Regions from separate parts of the Triticum aestivum genome. Here region 2 is linked to region 1. A link is a contact called in public Hi-C data. All regions are on one chromosome and are shown on one strand. Each heading gives the region's core, a stretch centred on a gene start, on an enhancer-like site or on the middle of the called end of the contact. The rest is flanking DNA. Distances are from core to core; before and after follow the strand shown.

What was found. A called contact is a pair of places that touch in the nucleus more often than the background predicts.
Region 2: a Hi-C map of leaf shows a contact between it and region 1, with 4 times the contacts expected there. The contact joins two enhancer-like sites. A contact is called at or near these places in 2 of 5 Hi-C or Micro-C datasets (both in leaf).

Annotation. Positions count from the first base shown.
Region 1 is chr3B:448,984,149-448,989,133 of IWGSC CS RefSeq v2.1, forward strand. LOC123070294 (ribokinase) reads left to right here. Exons shown (of 4, transcript XM_044493431.1): 3 at 1,212-1,407; 4 at 1,498-1,852. The coding sequence ends at 1,598. Among protein-coding and RNA genes, the nearest start is that of LOC123070294, 11 kb to the left of the region's middle. Within about 2 kb of position 2,348, at least 2 of the 8 cell types and tissues checked have an H3K27ac peak or open chromatin away from gene starts, as enhancers often do. A contact at or near this core is called in leaf, where this site is marked.
Region 2 is chr3B:449,418,809-449,423,793 of IWGSC CS RefSeq v2.1, forward strand. No RefSeq gene overlaps it. Among protein-coding and RNA genes, the nearest start is that of LOC123070297, 74 kb to the right of the region's middle. Within about 2 kb of position 1,968, at least 1 of the 8 cell types and tissues checked has an H3K27ac peak or open chromatin away from gene starts, as enhancers often do. A contact at or near this core is called in leaf, where this site is marked.

The sequences.
Region 1 (4,985 bases), core at 1,098-3,597:
ACCAGCTTTAGGCCCCGATTGGATTGCTGGATCATTCCTACACTTGTAAATTTTCACACTTGTATCTTACCGGTCTCCAACTATATACCCCGACACCGAAGGAGGAGCTGTATTTTTAAATCGGATGGGCAGCGGGGTGTATCAGATACGAGCCCATTCCAGGTGTATTTGTGGAAACCGGCGTAAATATTTCGTCGCTGAAACGTAGTTCCAAGCGCGCGGTCAGCCGTCCACCGGTTTGTTTTACGGGGGTTTATTTTACGGGTGTATATCGGCTGGAAAACGAGATTCCAAGTGCGGCCTTAAGAGAATTACAAACTAAGCACACAAGAAAGAGCATAATTAGTTAAATTTCTTGTATTCAGCGACGTGTTGAAGGGGGCATGGCCCTCCCCTGGTACACAGTAAGCACTGAGGAATGGCCCTACGATATTTAGTTGTAATAATTCTGGTCTGCTCTGCTGCTTTTTTTGCATGTGTACAAGTGAATTTGGTGAAAGTGTTTTTTTTTTACCTCTAACAAAACAGCAGCGCATACATGAGTTATTTTGATTTGAGTAGCACAATCGAAAAAATAACAGCAGCATCTGATCACAGTGCGGCCATTCGCCAGAAGTTCAGAATCAAGGTTGGCACACGAAATATATGTGCTTCATTCATTGGAGAATCAGACAAATAGCGTCTGATGTTTTTTCTTTAACACTGTCTGGTCTGATGCATAGATAAGTCAAATTGCTCGTTGTGTGTCCATAGCCATAATTTTAAGGCAATTTGTCAGGATATTGAAGTAAGAAAAGAAGTATAGCGTAATAATTAATATATTTCCTTCTTATTACGTAGTCACAAAGCAATGAAGTTGCAGAACTGTGCGTTGTTATAGGTTTGATAGCAGTTGCCCCTATTCCCACTTCATGGCTTTCCATTACCACATTTTAACAGTATATGGGCTTCATAGTCCACTTTAAGCTGCCAGTACGAGGATTTGATTTACAACTAATTGTTTTCCTGTCAATTCCCTGTTTCTATTTACCTTATTGCGGTTTCTTTACTAGAACTTGTTGGAATTGTACTTTTTTGTTTGCTATAAAGTTTAGCAGTTTCCACTTGATATATTCCATCGGCGAGATGCATTGCTATTTAAATCTTCGACGGAAGCTCTGAATGCATTAACCATAAGGTAGGAGGACATTGATGCTATTTCCTGCATGCAGGGTGTGAAAGAAGTTTTGGTTAAACTTGGATCACAAGGATCTGCTCTGTTTGTCGAGGGAGAGGAACCAATTAGGCAGGCGATAATACCTGCCGCAGAAGTGGTAGACACCACCGGCGCTGGTGACACCTTCACCTCAGCTTTTGCTGTAGCTCTGGTGGAGGGGAAGCCAAAGAAAGAGTGCATGAAATTTGCTGGTACTAAAAAGCACCCTCCAGTCAAATCTTGGTTCTGATCTAGTATTGTTGACATGTTGATTTGAGGTTTTTAATTTTCTTGAATTTCAGCTGCCGCCGCCTCACTGTGTGTTCGAGTGAAGGGAGCCATTCCCAGCATGCCTGACAGGAAAACTGTGATGAGCCTTCTAGAATCTGTGCAAGATGAATAACCGTAGAAACGGTGACTTTAGCCCTATTCATCAGCAATAATGTGAGCTGTTAAGCTTCAATCTCCTCGTTCGGTTCATTTATCTCGGGTATCTATATATATTTGTAGCCCCTTGTCAAGTTATGGTAGAGGAAATAAGAGAAAATGGCATTCCTAGCGCCGTCCTCCGCAGAAACAGAATCGCTGGTTCAGGAGTTCTAGGTCTGTTGTTTTTATAGCCATTCCCTGTTATGCCATAGCATTTTTCTATTGTTAGGCATCGCCCGTTATCCTTCTCGACCTAAATTTTTCCCGTTGTTAGAAGTCATTAAACTTCGCAAAACCACCAGGCCTGAATGCAGGAATTGCTTTTGCTGTGAAACACTGGTGACGCTGAAGGGGGTTAGTAAGGTGTCGCTGTCTGGCTCAAATCTAACAAGTAACAAGCTCCTCCCGAACCCTCGTGTGCTGCCCCCGGCTCAGTAACGTGTTAGTGGTATAGTCTCTAAAACGGAAGCGCTTTTTCCGGTGCCTATCCCGAGCAAATCCCGCACCCTCGAAATAAAAAAGGACACCTGAATGGTTTCACTTCAGAGAGATAGAATGAACAGTTTCAGGTCTGGCCTCGCGCTGGAGCTTTCCGAACTCTGACGGCGACTCCGGCGCAGGTCAAATCATAATCTTATTGTTGAGCCGGGGCAGATGTTAACCGCTCGCTGCTATCGATAACCACCATCCGTCTTTTTCGATCCAGTCGTGGCTCGGTGCCGATCGCCGTTGCCGCAGGCCCATCGGCGCGGTTCACTCCCTGTCACCGCCAACGGTGAAAAGTCTCGCCGCTGCACCGTCGCCACCGGAGAAACGACGCACGGCTCGACTGATTGACTGCTAGCTGAGTAGATCGTCCAGAATCCAGTAGCCTGGCAACGTTTTTGCAGCTTCCGGGGGATCTGATCTGATCTGATGACGTACGCGTCGTCGAATCGGACGTTCGATGTGCCTCGCCGTACGACGAAGACGGCCAACATCTTCTTGATGAGCCCAGCGACAGCAAACGTTTCTCTCGGCTTTCTGTTTTTTCCTTCTCTTCCCAACTTCCTTCCTTTGTTTCGCTTTCCGGGAGTATCACAGAACGATCGTCCTTGGGTGGGAGATGATAATATGTTTGTGCTTCTGGCTACTGCTGTGACGGAGCCATCGCATTGCACGGCCGCTCGCAATTAAGCTCGTCCGGGACGGTACCGCGGCCGATGGCGTCGTGGTGGTGGCCACTTTGAGTCTTCCTCAAGGCTGCAACCTGAAACGAAACCAACGGATGGATGGATGGATTATTATCTATATCGTGGTCGTGGATCGCTCAACAAAGGTGACGTCGCTTTCGCAGATGGCTTAGCAATCCAGCTTCCTCTCGCAATGCAACACCGTCCGGATAGTTAATGCACGTGTCTTCTCACGTCTAATGAATCCATTTATATATTTATTTATTATATATATGTGGTAGCTTTGCATATGCTTCCGTGCTGCGATCACATACCTCTGCAGCAGCACGAGAGTCATAGTACCATTATGGACGACCAAGGGGAAAGACATACCCCCTACGTGCTTGACCGTAGCAGAGATATACGTACGTCCATCTCGATCTTCTCGGATCTCGATCCCACTGGTATTTTCTCTTCTTTTGGCATGACTCAGAGCAGAGTCAGAGTCAGAGTCAGAGTCAGATTGGCCGGGCCGGTCAAGAAGTGCGATATATGCGAGACCGACCTTCCTTTCTAGCAGAGCAGCCGGCCTGCCATGTCGTTTGGAAGTATGCAACGGTGCGATGGCCGTTGCGGAGCGGAGTTATAACGGTGGTCTTGACTTCCCTTGCGTTCAAAGCTACTCCTACATGCCTCTGTCCAACCATTTTGTTCAAGCTAAGCTAATCAATGCACGACGTGACGCCTGCGGTCCATCCTGCTCCTTTTATATACTCTACTCCTCAAATAATTGTCCAACTTACTTCATACGGTTCGTTTAGAGCAACTTCAATGGGATGACCCATTTCGTTCGCCGTCGTCTGTTTAGGTCGGCGGACAGAAAAGTCGGCTCAACGCGCCGATCCAAACGGACGCGCGTCCGCTTTCGTCCGCCTGCCGACCCATTTCCGGCCCATTTTTGAGCCTGATTTGCGTCGGGGCGAACACAAGACGGACGCGCGCACGTTCGCCCTCTCTCCTTCCCGGACCCACTGGTCTGTGGCGCACACCCTCCAGCGCCTGCTTCGTCGCCGACGTCGCCGGTCATTTTTTCCGATGAAAAAGGATACATAGATAGTTCTTGCATACACAGATAAAAAAAATCAACTACTCGTCGATTTTCGACTCCGACTCGGTAATGTCCTCCTCCAACGTCTAAATGTAGGCGTCAGCAGCCTGCTCGTCCTCGAAGTCCCACCCCGATGTTTCTCGCAGCTTCAATCTCAACTGAGAAACCTACTTCCGTGCACACTTGTCCTCCCGATAGGCGGCTCGCTCCGTCCTCGTTGCCTCCCTCTCCGTCCTCCTTTGCTCGTAGAACTGACGCTCATTGACGATGTCGTGCGGGAAGCGTTCGCGCCACACCACCCAGGCTTCCACGTCCATCTCGGCGATGGCGAGGCGACGCTGCTGCCTCCGGTGGTCGCGACGATCCTTATCGGTGAAAAGCCGCGGGAGAGGCGCCAGATCATGCGCCCGCTGGCTCGACACGTTGGGAAAATTCATCGCCCGACTAGGCCGCCGGAGGCGCCATGCCGCCGCGTTATACGCGCGGGCCGCCTGCTCTGCGGTGTCGAAGGTGTTGAGGATGAGGCGTTTCTCGCCAAACAAGATCTCGACAGAGAAGGCGACATAGGGGCGCTCGCGGACTCCGCGAAAATCCGAAGCGGCGAGGCGGCGCATCGAGATGGTGGCGCAGAGGCAGCGAGGCTAGTGAGAGGGGGCGAGACGAGTGGGCGGCGGACTGAGTATGGAGGGAGCGCCTTCTTATAACGAGCGCTAGCCGCGACGCGCCAAAACAAGCGCGCGAACCTTTCCCGCGCTCGGGAGCGCCAAAACCAGCGCGAGCTAGGCCGATTTCCCCCCGCGCGCGTGAACCTTTCCAGCGCGCTGGAGCGCCAAAACGAGGGCGACGACATGGCCGCTGGCACGGCGCGTTGGACGCACTGCCGATCCAAATCTAAAAAAGGACGGTTGCCGGGCGGGCGACCGATCCAAACAGACAAAAGGCGGACAAAACACCGTCCATTTGTGTCGACCCGTTGGAGTTACTCTTACAGACGCAGGAAATGTATAATCAGTTTCGCTTTGCGTATACGGTCTCTGTACGTTAGTAAAATCCTGCATCCAATATTGATCTGCCCACTTGATCCAAGGGTGATGGACTACTG
Region 2 (4,985 bases), core at 718-3,217, 430 kb after region 1:
TATGAGATCACACAAACTACCCTGCATCTTGCTCTGTCCCGATGGCCCACCATACGCGCGCCAGGTGGAACTCACCTGAGAAATCACCGAAAAATTATCGCCTTCACTTCTACCATGATTTTTTATGTCATAGAGGACCTAAAGAACTTCATGCACGTACCCCGTCTACCCGCCCAGGACAAAATTTCCTCTTTCTATCATAGAAGTAGGTTCCCATTACATCCATGATAATATGTGTTTTTGTCACTATTAATTTAATGAAAGTGTCACTTCCATGACTAAAATATTTTTGTTTGGGACAAAATGTCATGGATGTGTTTTTTATTTTGTTGTAATGATTTTCTCCGGAATTTTTCTGGCTCCGGGAAAATTTGTTTTCTTCATCTCTCTCTCTCTCTCTCTCTCTCTCTCTCTCTCTCTCTTTCCATTTGGTCCTTTTTGACACTTTCCCCTCTTTATTGCAAACTTGCAACATGAAATGAAAAGGTCATTAGAATGGTGACATAATAGGTAAAATATGGTCATAACTGATCAATTTGTGATAAGAAATAGTGATACAAAATGGATGTATCACCATCCATCGTAGATGGGGCCTATCACATGCATATTTGAAAGTTGGCACCCTTTTTTCTTTTCAGGAATTCAAACATTAACTTTGAATCAATCTTGTTTGCAAAATTATGCAGGCTTTGTTTAAAGGAGGGCAAACCCTCAACCTTTTGCATCAAGTGATGCAAGCAACCCTATTTATTGCCAAAAATTTTGTGCAAAGAACATGACTCGGAAGCATTGGGACATGAATGAAATTATACAATTTGTGCATCACATATTCTATTACTAGACCATCATTCCTCTAGGTTGAATATAGCCCGTACCATTGCCATCGAGTGAGTGCAACCAGAGAGGAGAGTACTAATTTTTTATGTTTATCCTAGTTCATATAAATCACTTCATTTCCGCTAAAACATGCACTGCTTAAAAAAATTATTTTCTGTTTGGCCTCCACTCATCTATCTCATCAAGTACTTTTATGATTGAGAAGCGACGATTGGTTCGATAGTTATGAGGGTAGTTATACCTAGCAACCATCAAAGATCAAATCTTGAGTTAGCGTGTATCCCTTATTAAGGCAGTTTAATCTTTCAGTGGGAATGTTTCCATAGATAAAGAGGGGATCCGTGTACATGTGGATGTGGTGTGCATGTGCATAAACGGTTTTCTTAAAATGTTTACTGTGGTAGGAAGCATGTCACATATGAATTCTATAGATGCCTTGAGAACTCTCAAGTCGGCCACCCGGAGTCAAAATAGCAAATCTGAAGATGCACAAAGGAAAAGCGCCACATGACAGTGGACACTTTGGCCCCAATAATTTAACAGTTGATGGGCCGATGGTAGACTTGGTCAAATGAGGAGGGGCAACCAACCAACATCTGCTAATGTGTGCAATGCAAGTAATAGTAACAGTTATATGTACAGCAAGTTGGGCGAGTCTAAACCTTTTATAATCCTTCGCAACATCCTGTGATGACCTGGGACTGGGACTGGGAGGTAGACTCATGTTGCGTTGCTGTCGCGTGTGACCCACTGCTTCATTTGTTTGACCTCCTCCAAACTCCTCCTAGTCTTATAATTTCTCTGAGATCTGAAGAGCGATTCGAAATTCTGATCCACTACTAGAATAGACGAGCTTCACCTGCTCCACCGGTCAGTGTGCTGAATTTGAATATGTGCCGTGAGGGAGACACGCGCAGCAAAAAGATTCCACCGCAACGTATGCGATGCGAGTTTTCGCTTGTGCTTTTAGGTGCTCCGTAACCAGAGCAGCGTGGTCTGGTTCGAAATGGTGGTAGTTCACTCATGAAAATGACAAGTCGGTCTAGCTCTGGCGGCAAGACTATGGTAAGCATCTGCCCTTGTCACAGTCCATTCTCCTCTCTTTGTGTCATTTGTTTGGGCGTAAGCCTGAAAAGGTTGACCCGTATCCAGCATCCCTGGCCATAAATCCCATGACGACATACTTGACCGATCCGCACACAGCAACTAAGCCTTCTTTCGGATTCCCACTGGCCGCACGTCGCTCTCGGGCGCGCTCCACGTCGCCATCCGGCCGTCCGGACGCCGACCGACCGACGTCCGCCGCGCCGGGCTGCGCTTCGGCGACGTCGCACGCACGCGCCGCTCCCGCGCGGACGCCTCATCCGTCCTTTGTGCCATTCTGATCCACCCGACGGCCGGCGCAGTATGGAGGAAGCAAACGGCGCCGATCGTACCCTGTCGCACCGCGCGGGCACGGGCCAGGGACGCGCGCAACACGTGGCCTCCTTCAATTTGATCGATCATCCTTGCACTTGCACGGCCAGCCGGCCACCGAGCGTGACATGCGCCGAACCGTACGCCCCAAAGTTCACTCTCTCCGCCCCAAACCAATATTCGAAGCCTACATATACAGATTCTAAGTATCTCTAGACAAATAGTACTACTCTACTGCATAGAGCTTTGCCAATGCATGTTGCAAGATGTGATTTGATAGCTGGTAATAAGTTGGCTCATATTGGGCTAGCTACGCTCCATCGGAACGATACTTAAACAATATTCTTGCTTTCTGTTCCTTCTCTTCACATGTGATGAAGGGATGGTTGTAATTAACATGTGAAGAGACGTACGTGCACGCAAGAGAGATGTATTTTCCTTGGCCACGAATGGCCAGTGCACTAGTAGCTGTGTGTGACTAGCTAGCTAGCTAGTAGCTAGGTTTGCCGACCGTAGCTTAGCACTAGTTGTTTGGTGGCGATTCGCGGGCACAAAACTCCGCAATCACCTCTAATTCTTGTACTTATTCGGCGATGGGTGAGAGGAGATAGAAAGCGATAGTACGTGTGAGCATAGGGTAAAGCACGCTCCGTCAGTGGTTTATTACTTTTAATTAGATAGAAATATATGTCGACTGATTAGTTAATTTGCTGTAAGAAGCTTGCATGCGTTGTTTTTGTGCTCTTTACTTACCAAAGTGGAGAGAACTTTGATGCTTGCACGGCATGAAACAATCAACAACGGAATAGTTTAATCCCAGGGCTTGACTTGATCTGGTTAGACAGACCTAACCGAGTCAAACTCATTCTTAGCCTGGACCATCAACGTGAATGTTCAACTTGGACCAGTGACCTCTACCTCACATGAGCATGATGCTATTCCATCAGTACGATTTATCTCCTGGTAATTTGCTTGTATTTCCACCGTTCTTTTTTTCTGGCTTTTTGTGCCGGTTAACATGCCAGTGCATGAAGCTCATTTTTCTTACAGTTTTAGTTTTTCTTTGGTGTATTATATTTTGTTGAGCTTTACTCGAATAATGAACTCTAGAATCTACTACTCCCTCCGTCCGGAAATACTTGTCATCAAAATAGATAAAAACGGATGTATCTAGAACTAATATACATCTAGATACATCCCCTTTTATTCATTTTGATGACAAGTATTTCCGGACGGAGGGAGTATATCTAAATAGTTAGCCACCATTAACATTTTATCTCAACATGCAAGCATGACACCTCATCAAGCAACATGTATTACTAGAAAAGTCCCACCTCCACATTAAATGAGTCATAGGAAAAGGTTCACCTCAACATGCAAACATGCATGATATTTAATAAATATTTTATAAAAATACAATGATCAAACACAATAAACCATATGTATTTTTAGTTTTAGCTCTCATGTTATTTCTCTGGGTATTCTTATTTTCATATAATCAATACCTTTGAAATATATTGCAAAATATTTTCGCAACGACGTGCTGGGCATCATCTAATAATCCATAAAAGTGTGTGTTAGAGCAGACCTTAGTACGGTGATAAAAAAAACGTCACATACTATGTAGCAACTATATATGCATATTGTCAGTTGACGACACCATCATGTCTCATTCGAAGAAAAAGATTATGTTTACAGGCGGCCTATATGGATCATGCATGGTCTACATGCGGTGATGCTTATTCACGCAATCACTCGGATCTTTTCTTTTCCACGTTCAAAGAGGCACTCCTAACTAGTAGCTGCCGCATGTGCACTGTGCAGGAACAGTATTCAACGATAACAACATCTGGGCACTGCCATTTTTTCCATCAAGCACGTTTTGACACCGGCAAAAGATCCAAAGCTAGTCCACAAGGTTGAAAAATGTTGCCATGTCTCAGTTTCACCCTGCATGCCGTTCGCTCTTCCGACTAGATAGAGGAGAGCCACCGGCTTGACTGGGTCACAGTCCCGGCCCGGCCCGGCCCTAGCCATATGTCTCTCTGGTCGTCGTAGAAAAGGAGAGGAAAGGTGCCATGCAAGTGGTGGGGTCTGATGGGCCGGGAGACCTCTCATTTCCGATCCCCTTCGAGATAACAAGACGTGGAGAAAGGATGGCTTTTTCTAGTCTGAAACTGACCTGCTTTCCTGTTCATTCTGAAAGTGATCTGAGTTGGGAGTTGCAACTGCTGGCCTTGCCCTTCCCACTTTTGGCCTCAGCTTTCTGGAAGAAGATTTTACGTGGATCTCTTGGATTTCGTTCCTTTGCTTTGCTCTGCCTCCTGGAGATAATGGAGATATATGATGCCCAAGCAGAATGGTGGTTTGGTTTGGTCAGTCAATGCATGGGACTGGGAGAGCAGGGTCCATGGGGCAAAGAGAGCATTTCTGTGCTGACACGTTTACCGATTGTTTATCATTCCCCTTTAATTGCATGAATCGTCAGGCAAAATTTCATGTTTTGACCCTTTTCTGAAACCTATTCGAGATCTGATCCTAGATTGAATTTTTTTTGAGATCTGACCTTTTTGCTACCGCCAGAGTCCATGACGATAGGGTCTAACAGCCTACCGCCAGAAACCTTGGCGGTAGGAAACATCGCTACCGCCAAACGGGCCGGCGGTAGCCTGCACAACCCTACCGCCAAGGTGCTTGGCGGTAAGCACGAGCACGCACTGTGTTCAATATTT